2 separate regions of the Mus musculus genome follow, and region 1 is linked to region 2. Evidence: chromatin contacts called from public Hi-C data. All regions are on one chromosome and are shown on one strand. The core of a region is the stretch at or near the end of the contact, and the rest is flanking DNA. Distances in the headings are between cores, read along the strand shown. Region 1 holds the start of Snhg7 (small nucleolar RNA host gene 7). Region 2 holds the start of Vav2 (vav 2 oncogene).

The links. A called contact is a pair of places that touch in the nucleus more often than the background predicts.
Region 1: a Hi-C map of CD8 T cells shows a contact between it and region 2, with 9 times the contacts expected there. The contact joins the promoter of Snhg7 here to the promoter of Vav2 in region 2. A contact is called at or near these places in 2 of 39 promoter capture datasets (embryonic stem cells and neural stem cells), 2 of 15 datasets of contacts at CTCF or cohesin (embryonic stem cells and large pre-B cells), 8 of 484 Hi-C or Micro-C datasets (B cells, CD8 T cells, the G1E-ER4 cell line and 3 more) and 8 of 115 datasets of contacts at active chromatin or transcription factors (craniofacial prominence, embryonic midbrain, embryonic stem cells and 5 more).

The regions. Positions count from the first base shown.
Region 1 is chr2:26,637,838-26,643,240 of GRCm38.p6, forward strand. It overlaps Snhg7 (small nucleolar RNA host gene 7), which reads right to left and starts at 2,407. Exons shown (of 4, transcript NR_024068.2): 1 at 2,221-2,407; 2 at 1,593-1,634; 3 at 204-258. Snora17 (small nucleolar RNA, H/ACA box 17) reads right to left here and starts at 1,484; the gene lies at 1,353-1,484. It overlaps Snora43 (small nucleolar RNA, H/ACA box 43), which reads right to left and starts at 148; the gene lies at 10-148. Snhg7os (a long non-coding RNA gene) reads left to right here and starts at 4,284. Exons shown (of 4, transcript XR_003953776.1): 1 at 4,284-5,403.
Region 2 is chr2:27,425,580-27,431,055 of GRCm38.p6, forward strand. It overlaps Vav2 (vav 2 oncogene), which reads right to left and starts at 2,029. Exons shown (of 28, transcript NM_009500.2): 1 at 697-2,029. The coding sequence starts at 900.

The DNA of each region.
Region 1 (5,403 bases), core at 1,157-3,656, 790 kb before region 2:
GGCTCTGCAAAATGTCAGGCTACAAACCATTCTTAGTGCTCACGGGCTTCTGAGCACTGAGCGTAGAAACAGCCACTTGCTCTTTGCCCCAATGTCACAGGCTCAGCTGAGCAGCTGTGCCATGCCTGTGGTGCTGATCTAGGACAGCATCTTTAGGGCAGCCACTCACATCCCATCTGAGCATGCTCCAGCCTACCTCTTACCTCAACTGGACATTGCTGGGCATTTGGCATAAGCAGACTTTAGTCACCAACTTTCCTGTACCAAAGAAAACAATCAATGTAGACCTTCCACAAGTGTCGCACCCCCAGACCTCTGGAGGCCCGAAGCAGTAGTCCCTTTACCCTTATGCTTTATGACACCCCCTGTCACTGTTAGCTGTATGCTCCACCATGCTTCCTCATTCTGAAATCTCGGTGCTGCATGGACCTACCATCAGGCACTTCGTCTTTTCCCCTTATCAGTTTCACTTGCCCATGGTGCTAGGGATGGAGACTCAGGCCTGTGTGCAGCCAAGTGAGCACCACTGAGCTCCACTCCAGCCCGTACCAGCTAGCAACCAGTAGATACCCAGTTTGAAAAGCCATCTCACATCAAGGTAGCTGGAGCATTAGGTAATAAGCTCCACTCATCTCCCCAAAGAGAGGCTTTGAGGTTGTAATGGCTGGTTTTGTGCCAACTTGATACAAGTTAGTCATTAGGAAATGCCCCCATGAGATCCAACTGTTAGGCATTTTCTCAATTAGTGAACAGTGGGGAAGGCCTAGCCCATTGTGAATGGTGCCATCTCTGGGCTGGTGGTGGAACACACCTTTAATCCCAGGCCATAGAGAAACCCAACCTCTTGGTTGGGGTTGGAGTCTGGCTCGGTGGTTAAGAGCACTGACGGCTGAGTTCAATTCCCAGCTCCCCACCATCTAGAACAGGCTCTGATGGCCTCCTATGGCATGCAGGTACAGGCGGAGCACTCAGCACCCTTTCATGGTCTCCGCCTTGACTTCCTTTGGCAACAAGCAGCAGTGTAAGTGTGTGCGGAATAACCCCTTTCCTCCCCAACTTGCTCTTTGGTAATGGTGTTTCATAGCAATAAAACCCCTGACTAAGACAGATACATCCTTGCTTCCACCCACTGTTGTTTTTGAGACAGTCTCTTGACCCAAGCTGGTGGATAAGAGAAACATGTGCCACAACGCTGTGTCCCAGGACCTGGTTTCATGATTTCCAACAGATCAATTTCTCTGTAAACTTCCTCTTTACACACCAGCCCCTCTATTTGGTTTATGCAGAGCCATCAAATGACCTAAGCCAGTCAAAAACTAGGAGGGACAATCCCACCTCCAGCTTTCAGGAGTGTTGTCAGGCTACAAATCATTCAGACGTTCACAGGGCAGAACACTGAGCGTAGACATAGCCTCTTTTCTCTCTGCCACCTACTGACGCACATGTGACACAGCAGCCACACCTGCAACGCCTCTAGGAGCAGGGTGTCGATGAAGCAAGTGCTGGGTGCCACACCGTGACTGTTAATGCGAATCTTAGTAACTTTGAGTCAACTCACCTAATAGCCCAACTCACCTAATAGCCCAACTCACCTAATAGCCCAACAGGCGCTTTCTTTCTGGCAGGCAAGCTTCCTAGGGAAAGGAAAGGAAGAAAGCATTCTGCACACACCCTATCAGGATCACTTTGGGGGACTGCACTAGACTTGTATTTTATTCCTATTCCAATGGGTCCACATGGCTTGTCCTTGCTAAGGCTTTTTTTTTTTTTTTTTTTTTTGGTTTGGTTTTTCGAGACAGGGTTTCTCTGTATAGCCTTGGCTGTCCTGGAACTCACTTTGTAGACCAGGCTGGCCTCGAACTCAGAAATCCGCCTGTCTCTGCCTCCCGAGTGCTGGGATTAAAGGCGTGCGCCACCACGCCCGGCTAGGCTTTTTACAAATAAAACCCCTTTTTCTTTCTCTCCAACTCAGCGGCATTACACTAGACAGAGTACTGTCTCACATCTGAGTTATCTCAAGTTGGTATTCAGCATGCAGCAAATATAGACAGAGTCTTTCCCTGGTGCTCCTTAGCCCTACGAAAGGGAGACCGGTCTGGAGCCCCAACCAGGGGCTTCTGCGTTGTACTAGTCCAGACAGGAGCCTCGGCTTTCCTTCTCGGGACTTCTGGGGGCAGTCCACCCGGCCCTCGGGCACATCGTGAACGCCCTTCCCCTTACCACGCGGTTAGCCTGCTGCACATATTAGGGCGACTAAACTCTCAGAAGGAAAGCACGGTACATCTTCGTTACGATCGTCAGGAGACGCAGTCTTCCCGGTAGCCGGCCAAGGGTATATAGGGTCATCCGCGGCGTCCCAACGGTAACAATGGCGATACAAACATAGAGCCGCCATGGCTGCCGAGAGGCCGAGCATCTCCACGCCACGTCCTTTATAGTACTGACTACGGCAGCCCGCGAGGGACTTTCACTGTCCTCCGAGTGCCGCGCCCTCTAGTGGCTCCTTCGCTCCTCGCCGGCGCTTCTCATAGCCCAGTCGGTTAGAGGCTCATGGGACTCTGTACTGCTTGATCCTAGATCCTGCCTTTCCAAGCAGAACTCAGAGACTTATTTCGAGTGTTACCAAGCTCACAGGACTTTTCAAACGACCCATGAAGTCCTGCGCCTTCTTACGAAACTCCTCGTTTTTGGTGGGGGCAGCCTTGCTCTCCCTGTTCTTAGTGATACTAAAGCTTCCACGCAAAGAGGAAAGGCCAGCTCTGACGAACCAGAATTTAGGAGGCAAGGAGGTGACCAGTTGTTTCCTCTTTTACAAGGACGCTTTGGGGATGAGTCAGGAGGGAGCTCCAGGGAGTTCATGGATTCCAGATGTTTCTAACTAGCCCCGCCTGTGGGGTTGTCTGTGGATCTGAGGCACACAGCAGCTTTTAGAAGGTTGGCTGTCCTCTGCTTCAGGACAGTGCTGGAAGACAAATAATACACTCTGACTACTTGCTGTGTTGTGTCCCGCACAAGTACAGATTTGTCTTTTAAGTCCTGAAACTGATGAGGGCTCCCAGGTGATGGGGTGAATTGTGGGCCTGGGGACACACCATTGAGCACTCTTCTTTTACTGGTGGGCCAGCCCAGCCACACTTGTTAATAGTCCCAAGTTCTTGAACCCTTATATTGCCTGCCTGTCTGCCTTCCCACCTCCCTCTCTCCCTTCCTCCTTCCTGTTTTTTGATACGATGTCTCATATAGCCTAGGCTTCAAACTTGCTATGTAGTTGAAGATAAGTTGAACTTCTGATCCTCCTGCCCCTAACTTCTAACAACTAGATTTTGAGGGGTGAACTGTTATGCGTGGCCCAAAGCCTTGAAACTGGAGTTACAGATGGTTTTGAGTCGTCATGTGGATGCTAGAAATCAAACCTGGTTCACTAAGGAGCGGGCTCTTATCTTAGCCTCACGACTTGTTACCAGTCACTTTTTGTCTTAGTGATCTGTCTTAATTTCCTTTTCTGTAGCTGTGATAAAATACCAAGACAGAAGCAGGTTAAGCAGAAAGTGTTTGGGCTGCAGTTTGAGGTTGCAGTTTAGCATGACAGGGAAGTAACAGCAGTAGGCTTGAAGCAACTGGCCCACATGGCAGGTCAAGGATTAGAGAGTGATGAATGCTGGTCCTCAGATAACCCCTTCTATACTCCAGGATCCGAGCTAGGCCAGAGAATGGTGCCACACAGAAGGAGTTGGTCTTTCCATCTCAATTAACCTAATCAAGATAAGCCCTCCCGTACACCCAGAGGTTCACCTCATGGGTGATTTTAGATCTTATCAAATTGCAAATTGAGATGAACAGTCCCGATCCCTGACCAAAGCAACTTAAAGAAGGAAGAAATATTTGGCTTATAGTTCAAGGGAATACAGTACCGTCATGAGGCAGCAGGCATGGCAGTAGGGCTAGGAGGCAGCTGACCACACAGACCCTACAGTCAGGAAGCAGAGAGCGAGAACGAGTGCCAGAGGCAGTCATGAGGTTAATTGCACAAATTAGCTCCTCTATTCACATTGATCCAAACAAAACTGCAATCTCCTGGACAGAGGGGTGTGGACAATGATTTTGGTGTGGATAGTGGAAGGCAGGATTCTGCTTCCAGAGCAATTCTGCATGTCAGAAAGTTGGAGCAGCAGCAGAGGTAGCAGCTTCAGCAGAGGTAGCAGCTGCGGCAGTGGCAGCAGTGGCAGCAGCAGCAGCACTGGCACCGGCACTGGCAGAGGCAGCGGCAGTGGCAGCAGTGGCAGCAGTGGCGGCAGCAGCAGCAGCACAAGGAGCTGCTAGGCTAGAAGCACAGAGCTGAGCTGAGGCCATGCATCTTTTCACACTCACTGCAGGGCTGGGCCTGCTCTCTGTGGTTCGAGCCACGATGCCTCCTCTGACTCCTGCCAGTCCTGAGGAGGTGATGGCCCTGGGGAGGGAGGACTGAGGGTAGCAACTGGCTTCCAAGCTCAGACCTTGGACTGGGTGTGTCTCAGGCCTGCAGATGGAAGCCACAGGTGATGTTGAAAAAAATACCTCTCTTACGTGCTTGGTGGGATCTTCTCAGGTGGGAGTGGGGCTTGAGCAGGTGTTCCAGGCCATGGTCATGTCTTTCTTCTCACTGTGTGCACTTAGAGACTAAGAGGCTGCTGGGGGACAGGGGAGGCTTGCTAGATGGACGCTGTCCTGGCTCTAGCTGGACTCCCAAGAATAGCCTGCCTTCCTTCCTTCCTTCCTTCCTTCCTTCCTTCCTTCCTTCCTTCCTTCCTTCCTTCCTTTCTCTCAGTGTGTGTGTGTGTGTGTGTGTGTGTGTGTGTGTGCTTCAGAGACACTTCTTATATTCTTCCAATGAGTTGATTTCAGATTTCATCCTGGGTAAGGCCCCTGTGACTGTTGTGTATCTGGGAGACAGAGCCAACTTCCTAATGATTTCAGGAGAAACTGAGAAGTCTGTTCCTTGCCACACCTCAGCACTTTGACTGTAGACAGTGAAGCAGACCGTGGTCAGTCGGTACAGTCATGGTTCTCTCAGGTCACCTCCTCAGCCATGTCCATTCTGCCCTGTCCTCCGGCTCAGCTCCCTGAAGTGAAAGGTCAACCTGTCCTCCAGATCACCTTTCTCAGTTCCCTCTGGATGCCTGTGCAGGGTCTGTGGTCAGGGCTCTTCCCAGGAAGTGTTTCTCCTAGGACGCCTGTGCCCTGTCTGCTTGGTTCTACCTACTGCTGCTGTTGGTGAGAGACAGCCATGGTCAGGACTCCTCCTGACATCCCGGCATCCCGGACCCTTCCATCTTGCACTGAGACCTGACTGCATTCTCCTCCTGCCTCTCACCCACCGTCTTCCAGATTCCCTTCTCCCTGCAACTGTGTGCACTTGTGACCTCC
Region 2 (5,476 bases), core at 779-3,278:
GCGTGTCTTGGCCTCCACAAAGGCCACACTGGAGCGACCACCGAAGTGGGGGCAATGAGAAGGCGAAGAAGACTCCAACCCAGAGGCTATCCAGGAAGGCCCCCGAGGCAGCTGGTCCTGGGCTGGGGTCCGGGAGGAGGCGCAGGCCAGAGAGGGGGCGGCGCCCGGCCCTCCCGCTCCCTCCGGCCGTAGCACCCCACCCGGCCCGGCCCCTCCGCCGAGCTGCGGGTAACAGTAGCCACCACTCCACCTCATCCTTCAACGGCTCCAACTCAACCTCCATGGGCTCCGGTCGTCTGGCACGCAGCCGGGGACGTGACCCCCAGCGTGGCACGCACCCGGTTGGAAGGGACACTCGGGGACCCGGGCCTAGACGCAACACTGCAGTGCTGGGCGTTACACCGAGGCTGGAGTCGCCCTCCACCAGGCAGCCGTAGACTGGGGAGCCGGCGCACACAAACCGTTCCCGCGGCGGTGGTAGCGCGCCCTAGACTGGGGGACTTTAGCCAACTTCGCGCCTTCGGGGACCGCCGCTCTCTAGAGCGGGAAGAGGAGACCGGGATGTGACCTGCTCTGCACTGACCCCTGAGCCAGAAGCTCCGGCCAGAGAACCTGGGCCTCCCGCGGCCCACGCTCCAGTCAATGCGCCCCTCAGATCGCACACCCGAGTCCCTCCTGCAGTGCCGGGACCCTCACCTGGGACATCTGCGGCCGGAAGTTGATGTCCTTAAGGTCGATGGAACCGGGGGAGAGGTTGTGCAGCAGCTGGCACAGAAGGACGCCGTCGCGCAGCGCCTGCGCCAGGTCGAAGACCACCGCCGAGGGCCACACGACGCGGTGGTTGGGCGGCAGGACCTTGCAGTCGATGAGCCAGCGGCCGCATTGCCGCCACTGCTCCATGGCGCCCGCGGCGCCTGTGCGCTCGCCGCTGCGGCCGCTGGCCAGCTGGCTCAGGGTAGCGCTCCGGCCAAAGTGCGGTGACCGCGGGGCATCCCGCCCGCCCGCGCGGGGCTCGGCCGCCGGGGCGGGGCTTCGCGCAGGCGGCCCCGGGTCCCCGCTGCGCGGCCGCACGGCCCTCCTCTTCCTCCTCCTCCTCTTCGGGCTACTAGCCGGCCGCCGCTCCCGCCCACGTGCGGCCAACCGGCGCTCGCGGGGCAGCGTGCGGGGTCCCTCTTTCACACACACAAGTCCGCTCGTGCTCCGGCCGGGGCTCCACGCCTCCTGCAGTCGCAGCGCTTCTCGATCCGCCCCTCTGGGCGCCGCATTCTGAGCTCCGGGCGCCCCGCTTCGGCCACCGCTCCTGCCCCACCCGAGACAAAGGCGCAGCGGGTCGCTCGCTCCCTGCGTCCGGCGCCTGAGCTGCTCGCTCCACCGTCGCTTTGTTCGCCGGGCCCGCGGGCTCTACGCCACTCGCGGGGCACTGGGACTCCGAGGCTCCGCGGCTCCTAGGCGCTGGGGGTGCAGGGGGCGCGGCCACGGCCGGGCGGGGCCGGGGGCGGAGCTGGCACCTTCACCCGGCACCTCCCCGGAGACCCAAGCACCGCCTCCAACCCGTCCTCCCACTTCCTGCCCCTGGGCCGCCAGCGAAAGTTGAGGAAGGCGGGGCTCCTGAGCAGGCTCCCCGCCCACGACTTTCCCTAGGTGCACGTGGAGGCTGGAGGTCTTTCTTGCGGTGCGATGAGGCCGCCGCACGGCAGAAGAGACTAGAAGATGACCGCGGTAACGCTGGGTGCCCTTGCAGGGTCTTTCGGCAAAGATAGACCCCAGAACGCGAACCAGGCTGGCCTACACACCCTACGCCCCTATGGCCTCTTCCAGTCCTCTGTCCTTGCCAGGGTCCGCAAGACACTCCGCCTCCACAATAACGGAGAGAGGGGGAAAAAAATCCTTCACTTTCAGCCCCCTTGATTGTCTAGTGGGAGGTGCTGGAGAGATAGACCGTGTTGTGTCCTGAGGACATTGTGACAGTGGGAGGGACTTCAAAAGCATAAATAACTGATTTTTGTGATTAAAATTAATTTGCTCTGGACAGTATCAGGAGCTGTGGGTTCTTGGTAAAGAAGAAGGGAACCCCACAAAGCCAAGTCTTCTATGAGACTGGTGTCATGAAAGGGAGCTAGAAGAGAGGAAAGTGACCAGTTTCCAAGAGCCGAGCTTTTGTGGGCGGTGTTCTGTCAGCCCCTGCCTCTCTCAGTTTACCTGGGCCAGGGAAGGATGACAGATCTGTCCCCTGCACCCAGGGAAGTCCCTCCCAGAAAGGCCTCTCTCTGCAGGAAGTCCCATCACCTGCCCCACCTAAGGAGGAAGCATGAACCCTAATCCTAGAGATCCGGCAGAGAAGCCAGGTAGAGCCTTCAGCCCCTCTACTTCACCTCTGAATAGCTTCAGGGGAAGGACCTCCTGCGGACTGGGGGTTAAATCGTCCAAAGCACAGGGCTACAGGCAGACCCTCCAGCATCTCCCTAAGAGTCATTCAACACCCTGCACCAAAGGGAGGAAAAAGAAAGAAGGAAAGAAAGGAGATTGCAAAGCTGAAAGCAAAGCACCCTGCTAAATGCTGCTGCATTCATGCCTTGGCGTGTGTACCCAGGGAGCTCTCTCACAGAAAAGAGGCCTCTGTGCTCCCAGCACTCCAGCCTTCCTGCCTCATCAGAAGCTAAGACCAGGTCTAGGACAAACGAATTTTGCCATCCAATCAAGCGTTCGTCTGCTGCCCCCTGGTGGTCTTGAGGGCAATGGCATCAGCTGACAGCCTAGATGCTACAAAAGAGGGGTCTGTCTGTCTTTGAGGGGCTGTAGTGCAGAGCATATAGTGGAGTTAGCATGTCAGTCCTCCAAGTCAGAAGATCCAGGCCTCCTGGCACCAGCAGAACTCTCTGGTACCCAATTCCTTATCTGGCTAGTGGGGACATCACTCATCTCGGAAATAATAGAAAGGATGAATGAAGAAAAGCTGGGTGGGAAGTATTCCAGGTGTCTGTTGTGCATGTGTAGGTCAGAGTTCACGAGCTCAAAACAAACATGCGGAGGACTGGTAAAGGGGATCTTTCTCCTCACCCATTCTCTCAGCCCAGAACTGTTCACCAGGATTGCCCTCTGGAAGTGTCCAAGAGAAGTGTACCTCCCCACTTTGGTCATGAGCACCACTGAAAGCCACTTGTGCTGAATACCAGAGCTCTGCAGTGAACTGAGCAGACGAAACCCTGAGGTAGGAACTGTCAACCCCAGCCACATGTCTGGGATGTGGGAAGTGGGCCACCAACTAACCATGCACGAGGCTTCAGAGAAGAATGCCCCTGGAAAGGGGTAGCAGGTCTCCTGGGAGCTCTTACGGGATAGGGGCAAGCATGGCTATGGAGAGCCAGGCCTCGTCCAGAGGCAGTTCTACATCATAACGGAACTAAACATCTCTGTCTTCCCAGTCATGAGCTGGTCAGCTACAGCGTATTCTTTTATGGACTCTGATGTTAACTCCCCACTTCTAATTTGCCAGCAAGTTTCAGATTCTGAGCACTGCCAGCTCTGCCACCACCAAGGTCTATGTTCCTCCCCTTGGGTTCCTCAGCAGCCCGCTTCTACCTTGCCTTTCAGTCTGCCCTCCACAGCCAGCAAGGACCGAACCAAATCTAGATGCAACCCTGTCACTCTGTGACAGCACAAAACAAGCCCTTTGTGGTACTCAGCTCTCTAAAGATAAAATCTTTAGGCCTAGGGCTCTTTAAAAGAACACTGTTTGACAAGCATGAGGCCCCATCTCTAGCCCTTACAGCAGCGATTCTCAACCTGTGGGTCTGGACCCCTTGGGGCTAGGTTGCCTAAGACCATTCAAAGACACGGATATTTACATCATGAATCATAACAGTAACAAAAATTAGTTTTGATGTAACATAATATAATTGCAGTGAAAAATAATGTTATGGTTAGAGGTCACCACAACATGAGGTTGTGTTCAATACAGTTGTATTAAAGGGTCACAGCAAGCCGGGTGTGGTGGCGCACTCCTTTAATCCCAGCACTCGGGAGGTAGAGGCAGGCGGATTTCTGAGTTCGAGGCCAGCCTGGTCTACAAAGTGAGTTCCAGGACAGCCAGGGCTACACAGAGAAACCCTGTCTCGAAAAAACAAAAAGAAAAAAGAGAAAGAAAGAAAAGAAAAGAAACAAAGGGTCACAGCATTAAGAAGGTTGAGAACCACTGTCTTAAAGGAAAGGAAAAAGGAAAAAAAAAATGGCAGAATCTCTGCCGTGCAAACCCCCTATGACACAGCTTCCTTCTCTGGCTGCATCTTCTATGCCGCTCCTAGTTTTTTGCACTTCCAGTTTATCTGCCTAGAATTCTTCTACCAGAGAGAGACTTGACCAAGACTCTGGCTAGCAGAAAATGGATTTGAACTAGGTTCTCAACATGGAGTCCATTTTCCCATTGCTCCCAGCAGAGCTGTTTGTTTTTACTCCAGGCTGACCTGACCGTAAGGCTTAGGTGTCAGCAGGAGAGAAATCACAGAACACAACCTGTCTCTGCCCTCCAGGGCTCCTGCAGTGTCCCAACGACCCCCACGGTGAAACACTGGTCACCTGGCAACGCCAGGACAGGTCTCTGACCAGATCGCAAGTACCTCTGAGCACACAGCTGCCTCAGAGAAAGCATCTACAGACACTGGACTGTCCCAGAAACTGAGGGCCTCCCCTCCAGACCAGTCATTTTGACTCTTGGTTCATGTGTCCCCAACAAACACCCAGACACATTGCATGCTCTCTGTGCTTTTCATCAAAAAGGCCACCATCGAAGGTCTCTCGCTCACAGGGTCCAGCAAGGCTTCGAATTCAAAGGAATACCAGCATTGGCCTTCCTTTTCTCTACCACCTGGTCTACAGCCCTGAACCTTTTTTTACATCTTTTTACTGGTCCCTCAATCCATCTACCTGGCCCTTTGGATACTTAGCCTCTGATCTACTTAGTCCTTCATTCCCCTGCTCAGCCCTCCCGTGTCCCTTCCCTCTGTCTTTCCTTTCACATGGCTCAGGCCAGCCTCCCACCTGTCCATCACTACCTGCCCCACTCCTACCCACCCACTTATTACCTGCATCCACCCACGCAACCTACCAACTGGACCATACTGACTGCGCCCTGGCTTCCTTTCCGGAGAAGGGGAAGTGGATGTTTTGGTGGAGTGAGGGATTTCTTCTCACATCCAACCCACATGAACACACATTTTGCAAATTCCATTTGGAGCTCCATCAGGCAAATTCAGCTGTCACAATTTCCCAGGAAATTATAGGTGTAGGGAAAGACCATCTGGCCCGCCCTAGAGACGGAGCACGCCTTGCCTTGCTGGGTGATGGGTGTGGGCGCTCTTGCTTTTCCTTTGAAAAGACAAAATGGAGACTTTTCACTGCTTGTTGCTTCAAATTCAAATTTAAGCCAAAGGCCACAGTCTAGAGACTGACCACTTCACTGAGGTCTCTGAAATCTTGCTGT